Linked DNA regions of Canis lupus: region 2 is linked to region 1. The links are chromatin contacts, called in public Hi-C maps. All regions are on one chromosome and are shown on one strand. Each heading gives the region's core, a stretch centred on a gene start, on an enhancer-like site or on the middle of the called end of the contact. The rest is flanking DNA. Distances are from core to core; before and after follow the strand shown.

Evidence for each region. A called contact is a pair of places that touch in the nucleus more often than the background predicts.
Region 2: a Hi-C map of blood shows a contact between it and region 1, with 2.8 times the contacts expected there. The contact joins the promoter of MARS2 here to the promoter of HSPD1 in region 1. A contact is called at or near these places in 2 of 9 Hi-C or Micro-C datasets (amygdala and blood).

The regions. Positions count from the first base shown.
Region 1 is chr37:6,898,386-6,905,932 of UU_Cfam_GSD_1.0, forward strand. It overlaps HSPD1 (60 kDa heat shock protein, mitochondrial), which reads right to left and starts at 2,515. Exons shown (of 12, transcript XM_038585252.1): 1 at 2,380-2,515; 2 at 1,191-1,366. The coding sequence starts at 1,364. It overlaps HSPE1 (MOB-like protein phocein), which reads left to right and starts at 1,506. Exons shown (of 9, transcript XM_038585258.1): 1 at 1,506-1,666; 2 at 3,417-3,581. The coding sequence starts at 1,619.
Region 2 is chr37:7,025,747-7,033,293 of UU_Cfam_GSD_1.0, forward strand. It overlaps MARS2 (methionine--tRNA ligase, mitochondrial), which reads left to right and starts at 3,470. Exons shown (of 1, transcript XM_038585260.1): 1 at 3,470-6,441. The coding sequence starts at 3,470. The coding sequence ends at 5,251. It overlaps RFTN2 (raftlin-2), which reads right to left. Exons shown (of 11, transcript XM_038585263.1): 2 at 6,438-6,535. LOC119877913 (a long non-coding RNA gene) reads left to right here and starts at 7,096. Exons shown (of 5, transcript XR_005385174.1): 1 at 7,096-7,547.

The DNA of each region.
Region 1 (7,547 bases), core at 1,265-3,764:
GGCAAATCCATCAGTGTTCCTAGCTTACTAACAAAATGACTTTTTCTGTTGCCAAATGCATAACCATGCATTGAGGGTTTTATGGAAGATAAAAATCCCAGAGACTAAAATTGTCATCTCATTAAAACATACACACACACAGAAAACCAAACAACCTGGTAGCTCATAATGAAATTTCAGAATATCCTTCACATGATTCATAATTAAGTTTTGTCCAGTGCCTGCTATCTATGAAAATAATAAGAAAAGAGGCTTCAAAATTTAGCTACTAAATAAAATACCAAAAGCAAGGCAAGTACAGTTCACTCTTTCAGGGGCTGATTCAATGTTAAATCTCAAATCATGGTGCAAACAGTATTGGCAGCTTCTGGATCTGAACCAAAGCTGCTACTTGGGAGGCATACAAATGCCACATTTTATACAATATGTATCAATACTCTGATATTGGATCTGTCAACCTGCAATCAAGCATCACTCCATTTGTGCATCACCTTCAAAGGTCTCCTCAAAACGGGTTACCCTTTCACTCAATACCCTCTTCATATTAAATGAGACAAATCTTCATTACAGTACTTCCACCAATGGTATGAACCGCCAGGGAAAAACCCAAACCTTAAGTAGGCAGGCAAGATTAATTCTACCTCCCATTTTCAAATCCACTTTGAGCTGTGAGTTACCAGTCCATTACATCAGACGTTGTAGGAAAGAGTTTCGCAAATTTTAAAGAAACGGTTTTAAGACCATTGTTATCTACGTAAAAGAAAAGAGTAAGCAGTAATTGGGAACTCTTACGTATTTATTGGAGTTTTTTTTTTTAATGTTAAGGACAACTTTATTGCTTCCAGAGGCTTTTATCGTCAGTACGCGGTTCTGATTGCAATACCTTCCTCAGACTGCACGAGGAGCCCAGGATCCGTAAGTCATTAAAACAAATACAGGTAAGGCAATTTTCATCAAGAAAATACTAGTAGCTTAACCTAAATCTAGGCTCCTGAATTTATTACATGTTACAGACCCGAATCAGAGAGCTGTCCCAGTATCTAGATAAGTCCTACCGATTATAAATGAGTGAACAACGGACACGCAAGTACTTACTGCTCAACAGCTCGGTGGGACTCTCTGACATAATTAAATTTCTACTCCTGAACTCACGATACTGTCAATTCCAACAAAACAAAAAACACTGATACCTTTGGCCCCATAGTAACGGCTACGGCATCGGCTAGGAGATCTACACCTTGAAGCATTAAGGCTCGGGCATCGGCACCGAATTTTACATCCTTGGCATAGGCCCGAGTGAGATGAGGAGCCAGGGCTCTGGACACTGGCCTGACGTGGCGGAGCACTGCGGGTAATCGAAGCATTTCTGCGGAGGGACGGAAAGCACCAGGTCAGCAGTACTCCCACAGCAGCGGCACCCCGGGTCGCCGCACGGCCTGCCCCCGGGGAACAGCGGGCACCTGCGCCGGCGCCACGTGAGGCCGAGCGCGCGCCACCCCGCCGACGCGCAGAGCACGCCCATCGCCTTCCCCGCGGCCGCGAGAACCGAGTGAACCTTTTACCGCTTCAACAGCGTAGAGAGAACGCGCTCCCGAAAACCCAAGTCTGCAGCAAAGGCATGGGCGCTCGAGGGAGGAGGGAAAAAAAAAAAAACCCGTTCCTGAAGGTACAAAAATGTGCTCAGTAAGATGCGGCTCCGGGCGACGGCTCCGGGCCTCTGCGGCCGGAGCAGCCCGGGGCCGCCACGCTGGGGGCCCGGCCCACGTGTCTTCCCCTCAGGACGCCCTCCGCAAGGTCACGGTGTGCGCGGGGCCCGCGGTGGCGGCGGCGGCGGCGTTGGCGGCGGCGGCGACCACCCAGCAGCGCGGCGCCCTGCGGGCGGCCCGGGGGACGGCGGGGGCGGCGGGGACGGCGGGGGCGGCGGGGGCGGCAGGGGCGGGCCCGCCGAGCACGCTCCCGACCCCCACCCCGGGGCCAGCCCGCCCGCGGCGCCCTGCCCGGGAGCAGTGCGGGCCGCACGTGACGGCAGCGCCGGACCCCGTGAGGCCTGGCCCGGCGGCGGGGGCTGCGCGCCCCGGGAGCCCCGGCCCTCGCCCGCCCGCCCGCCGCCCTCTCAGACCGCGGGAGGGGGGGGGGCGCTCCGGGGCGCGGGCGCGGGTACCTGCGGGTCGGCGGCGGAGCGTGCGGGCGGCGAGGCAGGCCGGCGGCGGCGACTGAGGGGCAGAGCGCGCGGCGCGCACGGCAAAGAGCCAGTGTCCCCTCCCTCCGCCGCCCTCCCCCCGCCCCGCGGCCCCGCGCGCGCCGGCGCCTCCCAGCCCTGCCCGCCCGCCCGGGCCCGGCAATCGGCACGCGCCCCGCGCCAGCCCCGCCCCTCGCTACCCGCGGCAGGGCCGGGCCGGCGGGCTCAGCCCCCTCCGGCCGGCTTAGGCTAGTTCCCGGGCTGCGCTGGGTTCCAGAACGTTCCGGGAAGCGCGGCGCTCTCTGGGGGGGGTCAAGGTTCACGGCGCGTCATTTCCGGGAGAGGGGCGAGGAGGTAGTACTTACACCTCCGCGGGCGGCCTGGAAAGGCCTAGAAAGAAGTCCCCTTTCCTTCCGCCTGGGCGTCCCCGCGTCAGCGGCCGGCGCGCGGGGCCGGGGGCCAATCGCAGCGCGCGCTGGCGCGGCCACCCTCTCCTGCGGGGAGGGGCGGGGCGCGGGAGCGAGCGCGCATGCGCGCCGGGCGGCCTTTTCCCACGTTCACGTGGCCTGGGGGTCGGACTGCGGGTCTCCTGGCGGCGGCGGCGGCGGCGGCTCCAGAGCGAGTGGGACTGCGGCGGCCGGAGGCATGGTGAGGCCCGCGGGGGCTGGCGGCCGGCCCTCCCCGAAGCGCGGGGGCAGCCGTGCGGGGAGGGGAGGGGGCCCCAAGGGGCTCAGCTGCAGGGGCCGCGCGGAGGCCGGGCCCACCGCCCCTCGCCGGCGCCTGGGCCCTGCACGCGGGAGCCCCGCACGCGGGAGCCCGGCTCGCCTGCAGCCCGGGCCGGGGACGGACGCGCGCCTCCCGCGGGGCCTCTGCCCGCGCAGCAGCTGCGGAAGCCCGGCTGCAGGCGCGCGTCTTGATGGCTTTTGCAGAAATGTCCCGGAGAAACCCAAGGAAGGAAAATCTTTGACCTTGAAGTCAACCAAGGTTGCCCTTAAAGCTCGTTCGAGGGCTGAGCACAGCAGCAGCAACCACCCCTAACGGCTGTAGAACGGGAAATTAGACTCATGAGAGCAAAACACTCAAGTGGCGTGTTGTTTTTTTTTTTTCCTTTAAGCGAATCTGAGCCTTGGCGTTAACTTTGAAAGCCACGCACGTGCTTTTTTGACGAGTAACGCTGAGAATGTAATCGAATAACTACTGCTGTTTCAAATTTGATGTCACATTTCCTCTCTTACAGGCAGGGCAGGCGTTTAGGAAGTTTCTTCCCCTCTTTGACCGGGTTTTAGTCGAAAGGAGTGCAGCTGAAACTGTAACCAAAGGAGGTATCATGCTACCAGAAAAATCTCAAGGGAAAGTGTTGCAAGCAACAGTAGTGGCTGTTGGATCGGGTTCCAAAGGAAAGGTAAGTGGGGCTAACGTTGAACCGTTTTTATGTGGAGTGGAGGGGGAAAAAAAGGAAATCTCGATTATTAAAAGTAGTTAACCATTTGGTGGCCGAGTATGATCGGCCTTTTCTTCAAATTCTAAGTCTTTGATAAACCAAAAAACCGTATTTAAGATGATCCGTGGGTGCTTTTACAAGTTGGGGAAAATTTAAACTCTAGGTTTGACCTCTAACATCGTAATTGCCTTAATCTTTTAACTCTTTTTGGCCTTAGTGGGTGTGCTTATGAAAGGAACAGGTTGGACCTAGCTTTACAGGCATTCTCCAGTTGATTGCTTAGACCTCAGACCTCCCAAGTCGGACACGATACACAAATGCCTTGGGGTCAGATAGATTAATTGTATTGTTCTAGTTGTCTGTAAGAAAGAAAGTTCTAGCAAGGAGGTGTATCCTGGAGTCAGGACCAGGAAGGTTTTGGGGCAGGGGCGCTATGCTGCAGTCTCTTAAATCTATACTTTTTTTTTTTTTTTTTTTCCATTTATTCGTGAGACAGAGAGAAAGGCAGAGGGAGAAGCAGGCTCCATGCTGGGAGCCCGACATGGGCCTCGATCCTGGGACCCCAGGATCATGCCCTGGGCTGAAGGCGGCGCTAAACCCGCTGAGCTACCTGGGCTGCCCAAATCTGTACTTTGATGGAAAGGAAATTGAATCATAAAATAAGTATATGTTCCAAATTCTGGCAATACTTCTTGAATTTTTGTGTATTGGAAGAAGTTAAACATGACCACCACATATGCAGTTTCAAAAACAGATCTTGTGTAGTCTGGAGGTTATGTTAATATTTAACCAAAAAGTTAGCTTACCTTAGCTTTTCCAATAGAACTCTTTAAACTGTACTCTGAAGTTAGGTTTTAGTTTAAGCATCCCTGTATGCCTTGTTTCGAAGTGTAATTATAACAGTGCTGTTCTTGAGCAAAGAACTACAGTAAAAGGATAAAGCGTGTCCCTTGGCCACCAAATCCTTTTTTTAGCAGTTGATTTGAGTGAGCATGTTTAATTAATAAAAGGTGTGAATATTTGGTGAACTAAGTTCTACTAATAAACATCCTTATTTTTTTAAGGGTGGAGAGATTCAACCAGTTAGTGTGAAAGTTGGAGATAAAGTTCTTCTCCCAGAATATGGAGGCACCAAAGTAGTCCTAGATGACAAGGTGTGTAAATTTCATATTTATTTCTTCTTAAAAGTTAAGTATTTGTTACTAGTTTTCTTAAGTAATGGTTTTCTCTGTCTGCAGGATTATTTCTTATTTAGAGATGGTGACATTCTCGGAAAGTATGTGGACTGAAATCATTCTTTCTTAAAACGGCATGAAGCGAAGCTGCCCATTCCAGTGAAGTTGTGAAATCTTGCATCATGTAAATAATTTTCATGTCTCTCTTTTATAATAAACTAATGGTATCCAAACTAATGATATCCAGTGTCTCTAAAATTTAGTTTTAGTGTATTGATACAGAAATGAGCAAATAAAAATACATAAATGAGTGGTTAATCTTTATTTGGTGATTTAAGATGGTTTAGGGTTTTCCAGTGTTTTAAGTAACCTGCAGAGAATTCTGGGCAACGGGCTTTCCAATTTTCACATTGTATTTAGCTTTATTTAGTAAATTATTGATGCTGATACAAAGTCACGGACTTCTCTTATTTTTAAAAGTAGAAATATTTTAGGGATGCCTGGGTGGCTCAGTGGTTGGGCGTCTGCCTTTGGTTCAGGGCGTGATCCTGGAGTCCCGGAATCAAGTCCCACGTCGGGCTCCCACATGGAGCCTGCTTCTCCCTCTGCCTGTGTCTCTGCCTCTCTCTGTGTGTGTCTCATGAATAAATAACTGAAATCTTTAAAAACAGATATTTTAGGGGATCCCTGGGTGGCTCAGCGGTTTAGCGCCTGCCTTCTTCGGCCCAGGGCGTGATCCTGGAATCTCAGGATCGAGTCCCGCATCAGGCTCCCTGCATGGAGCCTGCCTCTCCCTCTGCCTGTGTCTCTGCCTTTCTCTCTGTGTCTCTCGTGAATGAATAAATAAAATCTTTAAAAAAACAAAGTAAAATAAAAAACATTTTAACTTCATGTATAACCAGCTTATGTTGAAGTATGGTTTCTCACTTAAGGAATCCAGGGTTAAATGTTTCTTCATAAGTATTGTATTTATAAGAACTTAATGTAAGTTTTCCCATTTTTAGTACTTGGTACTACTACATAACTTACTTTGCAAAAAGTCCATGGAACGTTTACTAGCCTTGAATGCCTTTCATGTGCCAGGTGTTGCATGATAGTGACTGCAGCTAATACTTCAGGAGCATTTTCTACTGCCTGGCTACTGTTGTAGGTACTTGGTGTACATCACTCGTCTTGATCTTTCAACAACCCTCTAGGGTAGTTATTCTCATCTTGCCAAGGAGGAAGGTAAGAGACACACATGCACAGGTTGAGTAATAACCAAGCACACACTCAGTAGGAGGTGGCAAAGCCAGGATTTGGACATGAGGCATTCCACCTCCAGGTGCTTCGTCTGTGGCTACTAGGTCATAATTCTAAGGACTCCATGCACATTTCCTGGTTGATTATGGACATCTACATCTAGTTCATAATTTGTTGAACTTAACAAATAGGGAATGGAGTTGGAGCTTGATTTAGCTATAGTAGCTAGGGAGAGAAGATTTGAACCCAAACAGTCCCATACCAGACTTGAAGAATTATGCCCTATATTTGTCTTGTGGAATTGAAACCTAATTGAAATTGTAAGCAGCATAGACTTTAACAGCCTCAACTTTTGGTGTTGTCCTTAAAGTATGTACATATTTATGTAAATCACGTGTTAGTGCCTTATGGTATAACTAAGGCTTAATTTTTGTCATCCTCAGTACAAGAATTATGATTAAAAGCTCAATTTATAGAACCCTAATGAGTCATCAGTTTCCTATTGTTCCTGAGGCACAGCTAGATAGTCTTGCTATAAAGAGCTTTTGCTCTTTATAACCTTGTTAAGCAGGATTTCCCTGTTTTACCAATGAGAAAACTGACTCAGAAGAGATAGGAAACTTCAAGGTTCTGTGGCTGGTAGATTGTAGAATTAGGCATATGTTCCCCAATTCTGTTTTTCGAACACCCAAGCAAATGAATTTTGAGATTAAAAGCAATAGTTTATAAACCTTGGTTCATCCTTAGAATTACCTGGTGTTTTTAAAACTTCAGAACTGGGGATCCCTGGGTGGCGCAGTGGTTTGGTGCCTGCCTTTGGCCCAGGGCGCGATCCTGGAGACCCGGGATTGAATCCCACGTCGGGCTCCCAGTGCATGGAGCCTGCTTCTCCCTCTGCCTGTGTCTCTGCCGCTCTCTCTCTCTCTCTCTGTGACTATCATAAATAAATAAAGAAAAAAAATATTTAAAAAAAAATAAAAAAATAAAACTTCAGAACTCCATTTTATAATCTCCTAAATTAAAAGGATGGGAGGGGATCCCTGGGTGGCTCAGCGGTTTAGCACCTGACTTTGGCCCAGGGCGTGATCCTGGAGTCCCGGGATCGAGTCCCGTGTCGGGCTCCCTGCATGGAGCCTGCTTCTCCTTCCTCCTGTGTCTCTGCCTCTCTCTCTCTCTCTATGTCTATCATAAATAAATAAATCTTTAAAAAATAAATAAATAAATAAAAGGATGGGAGAATTTTTTTTGTCATATTAGTAGTCCATAATGCTTGTCTAGCAGAATTGCTAAAGAAATAATTTTAGATTATGAGGTCATACTAGAAAATAATAGAGAAAATAATTTTGGCATGAGAAATTTAAGCCCAAAATAAGGGTGCCGAGGGTGTTGAACCACATTTTTTTACAACAGGATACTGTTTGCCTTTTGGCCAACAAATAAGGTAAAATTCCAACTGGAACTTTAATGATTATACTACCATTTTTGAGCATTTGCCACATTGTTCTAGGCA
Region 2 (7,547 bases), core at 2,220-4,719, 130 kb after region 1:
TAAAATCAACAACTTCTGCTCATTAAGAAGTTTAATGTGAAGAGACAAGATACAGTTTGGTACATGATACTTGTAAAATATCAACCAATAAAGGAAGAGCATCAAGAATATATAAAAACCTTCTGAAAATAAAGAAAAAGCCACGTCAATAGAAAAACATACACAAAATACAAATAGGTGCTTCACAAAGAAATTTATATAATAAACACACACAGAGATGCTTAACCTCACTTCTAAGTAGATAACTGCAAATTAAGACCACAGTGAGATAACACTGTATTGTAGTAAGATACACATAAAATTTATCATTTTAGCTGTTTTTTAAAAAAATATTTTATTTATTTATTCATGAGAGACACAGAGAGAGAGAGGCAGACACAGTCAAGGGAGAAGCAGGCCCCATGCAGGGAGCCTGACATGGGACTTGATCCCGGGTCTCCAGGATCAGGCCTTGGGCTGAAGGTGGCGCTAAACCCCTGAGCCTCCTGGGCCGCCCCATTCTAGCCATTTTAAAGTGTACAATTCAATGGCATTAAGTACTTTCACAATATTGTATAATGGTCATCACTATCTAGTTCCAGATCTCTTTCATCACCCCCCAAACCCCATAACCTTTAAGCATTCAATCTCCATTCCAACTTTCCCCCAGCTCCTGGTATCTACTAATCTCCTTTCTATCTCTATGCATTTGTCTATTCTGGATATTTCATATAAATGGAATCTGCAATATACAGTCTTTTGTGCCTGGTCTCTTTTATTCAGCATAACACTTTAAAGTTTTTTTTTAACATTTTATTTTATTTTTTAAAAGATTTTATTATTTATTTATTTATTTATTTATTTATTTTCATGAAAGACACGGAAAGGGAGAGGCAGAGACACAGGCAGAGGGAGAAGCAGGCTCCGTGCAGGGAGCCTGATGTGGGACTTGATTCCACGATCACACCCTGAGCTGGAAGCAGACTCTCAACCGCTGAGCCATCCAGCTGCCCCCACCCCCCCCCCTTTTTTTTTAACATTTTAATATTTACCTGTATGATAGCATTTATCAGTAATTCATTCCTTTTTATGGCTGAATAACATTCTATTATACAGATATACCGTATTTGTTTATTCATTCCTCAGATAATTGATGTTTGGGGTATTTCCATTTTTTAGCTATTGTGCATAATGTTTCTATGAACATTAGTGAGATAATATTTTATACTTATTTAACTGGCCAAAAATTAAGAAGTAGCTAATATCAAGTATTGGAAAGACCTCTTCAATGGTATGTTCCTGATGGGGATGTAAATTTGTTTAACCATGTTGGAAAACAACTTAGCATTATCTTGTGAAATTGAACTTTCATATCCTCTATGATCCAGCAATATCATTTCTAGATATATACCTAGAGAAACTTTAGCATGTAAGTACCAGGAGATTTATATAAGAAAGTTAATAGTAGTACTGTTTTTTTAATTTATATATTTTTTAAAAGATTTTATTTATTTATTCATGATAGAGAGAGAGAGGCAGAGACACAGGCAGAGAGAGATGCAGGCTTCATGAAGGGAGCCCGACGCGGGACTGGATCCCGGGTCTCCAGGACCGCGCCCTGGGCCAAAGGCAGGCGCCAAACCTCTGAGCCACCCAGGGATCCCCAGTAGAACTGGCTTATAAGAGCAAACAACTTGAACCACTCAGATGTCCATCGATAGCCATTTCTTTCAAGGAATCTGCTATAAAGAAAAGAAAAATAATGGAGCAGCAGTGGGTACAGGATAAAAGCTAGCATATTTGTATGCTAAAGAATGGACTCCATGGAAAGGAGGTGGGGGTGTTTGGAGAGTTACCAGAAAACTTCTTAGACTTTTAGCCTGGATTTGTCTATCTGGAGGGTGCTGTACATACCCTCCAGTTTTCAGCTTTACCTATTCTTCACTTTCCCTTCTTAAACTGCTGGGTCAAATAGAGCATATCAATTAAACACTCAAAGACTATTTGCTATACCTATTGTGACTTATATAGAGAATTTGATTGCTCTACTTTCCATATCACCAGAGAAATCAGATCCAACTTACCAAATACTTCCATTCATAGATGATTATTATTCAGTAGTCAGAATGAAGTAACTAGACTTACAGAAGGAAACATGGATGAATCTTAGTAACAAAATGTTGAGTGAAAATGGTTGGTGGAAGATCACATGTAGCAGGATATCCTTTTTTTAAACAATATGTTGCTTAGACATATATGTGATAACACAAATACAAAAAGTACAGAATTTAGGACAATGATGACCTCTAGAAGGTCTGCAAGGAGAAAAGGAGCCCAGGGCAGCCCGGGTGGCTCAGCAGTTTAGCGCCCCCTTCAGCCCAGGGCGTGACCCCGGAGCCTGCCCCTCTCTCTGTGTCTCGTGAATAAATAAATAAAATCTTTAAAAAAGAAAAGGAGCACATAGAGGGAAGTCACTGGTCATCTAGTTCATTGGTTCTCACACTTCTCGCCATCACCTGCAGAGCTCACTAAGACCTGGATCGCCGAGCCCCACCCTCAGCGTAGGTGGGGGCCTGAGGCCTAAGAATGTGCATCTCTAACAAGGTCCCAGGTGCTGCTAATGCTGCTCTCGTGGAATCACAGTTAGGGAACCACTTCTAGTTGTTAGGTCGGGTTGCAGGTTCACAGGTATCGCACTGCATTTTCATTATTAAGCGAACACAGTATTTCAATGAAAAAAAAAAAAAAAGGATGGGCGATCATAGACCAAACAGGAGAGTGTTTCCCGAACCTCAGATTAATAGTAATCCAATTCTGGGCTCCGGATGCATCCGCCCCGGCAGAGCCCGGGTTCCATCACTAAAAGCAAACGTGAGAAACCTGCAGGAGAACTGCGAGACCACCTTGGAGTCCTTGGGGCGGTGGGGTCGAAGGTGGGTTCCCCCTCGTCCGTGGCAGCACGCTGCGCTTCCCCTCTCGGGATCTGACTCGACACGGAACACATGCGCCTCCTTCCCCGAGTCACCAAGAACTGTATTCGGAGAGAACAACACCTCCCTTACTGGGCCGGTTCTGGGTCTGCCCTGGAGCGCCGTAGGTGATCACTTTTCCTCGCTCCCCCGCCCCCGGATCCACGGCTCCGACCCCCACGCCGACCGGGCGCCTGCACAGCGTATCCCTGCCTCACCCCTCACGCCAGTCGGCCGACGGGAGAAAACACAGACACAAGTGCCCACCGCAAAGCAGGGCGCAAAGGGCGCTGCGGAAGCCTCGGCGGCGCTCCCGACCCCCCCCCGGCTCCTGCGGCGCCCCCTCCCGGAGCCCTCCGGGACGCGCCCGCCCCCGCCCGCCCCCGCCCGCGCTCACACGCCGAACGCCCCGCCTCATTGGCTGGCCCGCCGACCGGAAGCGGCCGCGCGCCCCGGCTGCGCATGCGCCCCTCACACGTGCGCCCCCACGCCGCCTCCGCCGCCGCGGCCCCGCCGGCATCATGCTGCGCGTTCGTGCCCTGCGGCTGCTCGGCCGCCGGCGGGCGAGCGGGGTGTCGGTCCCGGGCTCCTGCGGCCCGCGCCACTGCAGCTCGGGCCCTCTCGGTGTGCGCGACGATGCCCCCGGCGCCCGCGCCTTCTTCACGACACCCATTTTCTACGTGAACGCGGCGCCACACATCGGACACCTGTACTCGGCGCTGCTGGCGGACGCCCTGTGCCGCCACCGTCGCCTGCGAGTCCCCAGCGCGGCCGCCACGCGATTCTCCACTGGCACCGACGAGCACGGCTTGAAGATTCAACAGGCAGCGGCCGCCGCGGGCCTGGCCCCCGCCGAGCTTTGCGACCGAGTGTCTGCCCAGTTCCAGCAGCTTTTCCGGGAGGCTGGCGTCTCCTCCACCGACTTCGTCCGCACCACCGAGGCCCGGCACCGGGTCGCCGTGCAGCACTTCTGGGGCTTGCTGGAGGCCCGGGGTCTGCTTTACAAGGGGCTCTATGAGGGCTGGTATTGCGCCTCCGAAGAGTGCTTCCTGCCCGAGGCCAAGGTCACCCGGCAGCCGGGCCCGTCGGGGGATGCGTGTCCTGTGTCTCTGGAGAGTGGGCATCCCGTATCCTGGACCAAGGAAGAAAACTACATTTTCAGGCTTTCCCAGTTCCGAGAGCCGCTTCGGCGGTGGCTGCGGGACGACCCGCAGGCAGTCACTCCCGAGCCGTTTCGTCTCGCAGTTCTCCAGTGGCTGGAGGAGGAGCTGCCGGACCTGTCGGTCTCTCGAAGGAGCAGCCACCTGCACTGGGGCATTCCCGTGCCCGGGGACGATTCGCAGACCATCTACGTGTGGCTGGATGCCCTGGTCAACTACCTTACCGTAATTGGCTACCCGAACGCGGAGTTCAGAGCTTGGTGGCCAGCCACCTCTCATATCATAGGTAAGGACATTCTCAAATTCCATGCTATCTATTGGCCTGCGCTCCTCCTAGGGGCCGGCATGAGCCCACCTCATCGCATCTACGTCCACTCCCACTGGACGGTCTGTGGCCAAAAGATGTCCAAAAGCTTGGGTAACGTGGTGGACCCCAAGACTTGCCTCGATCGCTATACTGTGGATGGCTTCCGATACTTTCTTCTTCGGCAGGGCGTCCCCAACTGGGACTGTGATTACTATGATGAAAAGGTGGTTAAGTTGCTAGATTCAGAGCTGGCAGATGCTCTGGGAGGCCTCCTGAACCGGTGCACTGCCAACAGAATAAATCCTTCCGGGACATACCCGGTTTTCTGCGCCAACTGCTTTCCCCCTGCGCCAGGGGTGGCGGGGCCATCGGCTCGCGCTCAGGCTGAGGACTACGCCTTGGTGAACGCAGTGGCCACCTTGCCCAGGCAGGTAGCCGAGCATTACGATAACTTCCAGATCTATAAGGCTCTGGAGGCCGTGTCCAGCTGTGTCCGGCAAACTAACGGCTTTGTCCAAAGGCACGCACCATGGAAGTTGAGCTGGGAGAGCCCAGTGGATGCCCCCTGGCTGGGTACCGTGCTTCATGTGGCCTTGGAATGTTTACGAGTCTTTGGAACTTTGCTCCAGCCTGTCACCCCAAGCCTAGCTGATAAGCTGCTATCCAGGTTGGGAGTCTCTGCCACAGAGAGGGGCCTTGGAGAGCTCTTTTTCTTGCCTCGATTCTATGGATATCCATGTCCTTTTGAAGGGAGGAGGCTGGGACCTGAAACTGGGCTCTTGTTTCCAAGACTAGACCAGTCCAGGGCCTGGCTAGTAAAAGCCCATCGGACCTAGAAACTTAGTTCTTAATTGGCTTCTGATAAAAAAGCAAATGTGTTTCTTATTTTGCATTTTCAGGAAAGTTATACTAATGTTTTCTAAAGTGTTGCATCATATGAGCACATAAACCATGTCCCTGTGAAAAGAGGTTTGTCACCTTTCAGGTGCCTACCCCCCTACTCTTCAGTTTTCTGTACCCATTAACCACTATCCTTTGCACACCAATGTCTCTAAGATGTCTCCAAGGTAAAGATGGGGAAGAGACAACTTTGCTGATACTATTCCTTCTCCTTGTGCCTCCTTCCAAGCCACAATTAATGTTATTTGCCCAGACTACCTCTTATGGCTTTTCATTGGCCTGGCCTCTGCTGGGCAAGTTAGTGGAGAGTGGGGGTTGGAGGCTCCCCTACCTCAGCTTTTACAGAATAGACCAATTTTGTTATGTATATTGGGTTTCCTATTAAAAAGATTTTTTTTAATTAAACCTTTAAAAGCCATTGTCCTCAACTAGATGGTTTTTGCCCATGTTCGTATTTTCAGTTCTTAAAACTGTAACTCTGTACTTTGTTAATAGTCTAATAGTTGTGCTTTGTAACATTATATGTCAACCAGTAGATGGCTCTAAAGTCTCAAATAATTACTTGACAATGACATTTCAGAATATTTAGAAGAAATTCAGTTTTCTGCTTTCTAATTATGCAGAATTTAAATTTAGAGAAAAATTTTTTATTGTTTTTCTTAAAATAAGGGATAACTGTAGCCACTGCAGTTTCACACAAAGCAATAAAAAGATCAGAATCCTGTTTTTTTCACTACTGAAAAAGGACATTTCCTTTATTAATATTTAGTAGTCTAATAAGTAAACTTACCAAATTTGTTTGGACCATCTGTGATAAATTATAAAGCTCTCGAGGTAGTTGGCATGTTAAAAATTTTAAACTTTAATAACATTAAGTTTACACATACGATTTAAGAAATCTGTAAATAGTTCAGAGTGGTTATATTTTTTTTATTTCTTAGTTATAATTATGTCACCACATACAGAATTTACTTTTTATAATTTCTTTTGGTCAATCAGAATCTATGATACAAGACAGACATTGTGTGAATAGTTATAAATGTTAATACATTTACTTTCAAGTACTTTTTACTTTTTTTTTTTGCTTTCTTAAGTTATTAAAGTTTAAAAGTTTTTGAGTACCTTATTTAGATCTGTTGAATTTGTTGAAGGTGATGGTGAAGGGAGGAAATGATCAATGCTCCAGGAATCTCAAACTGGATTTAGGGATCTCTCCAAGGCTCCATAAGAGAACATCACAGAGAGATGTTAAGGTATCAATTTATACAATGACTACAACACAGTAAGCCAGCATTATATGTCATAGGTAATTGGATAGGTAGGCCGGAGTTTAAAAGGAGAACTTGCCTTGAAATATCCACTTTAAGCATGGTAGCAAGCAGAGAGGGCTTATTATGAGGTAAACTATTGTGCTGGTAGTTCCCCCAGATTTATTCTAGGTGCTACTATTCAGCTCCGGTTTCTGTTCATTAATCAATGTGGTGAGAGCACAACCACATTGTTGCTTGGAAACACTGCTTGGGAACATTGCTTAGGAAAGAATCCTTGAAAGCATTCTATTTTTTTTTTTTTTTTTTTTTTTTTTTTTTTTTTTATTGGTGTTCAATTTACTAACATACAGAATAACACCCAGTGCCCGTCACCCATTCACTCCCACCCCCCGCCCTCCTCCCCTTCTACCACCCCTAGTTCGTTTCCCAGAGTTAGCAGTCTTTACGTTCTGTCTCCCTTTCTGATATTTCCCACACATTTCTTCTCCCTTCCCTTATTTTCCCCTTGAAAGCATTCTAAAGGGGAAGGACCATTTCAACAAATGTTCCTCCAGACCTTCCTTATTCTTCATAATGGAATCCTGGGCTTTCCACATGACATATTCTACTTATCTGCTGGGATTAGTAGGGCTGATTACTCAGGTCTAGAAGGGAGAATAGTATCTGCTAGGGCTGGATAGAGCAGAGTGGTGAAAGAGATCAGATGTGTTTATGCAAATGAACAAAAACAGACTTGGAAAACCAGTGGAATGATAATAACCTCTGCCTTTGAAGTGCTCTTATAGCAGTCTTACTGAACTTATCATGAAAGGAGAGACACTCTTCCACTTGAATGTTCTTTCCTATGGTCTAGTGCTGGTCAATACACTGGACCTTGGCTTGCTGGGTGTAATGGAGTTCCTTTGTGCAGACTGTCATTTGTACAGACATTTACCTGGCTACCAGAATATTTATGTTACCC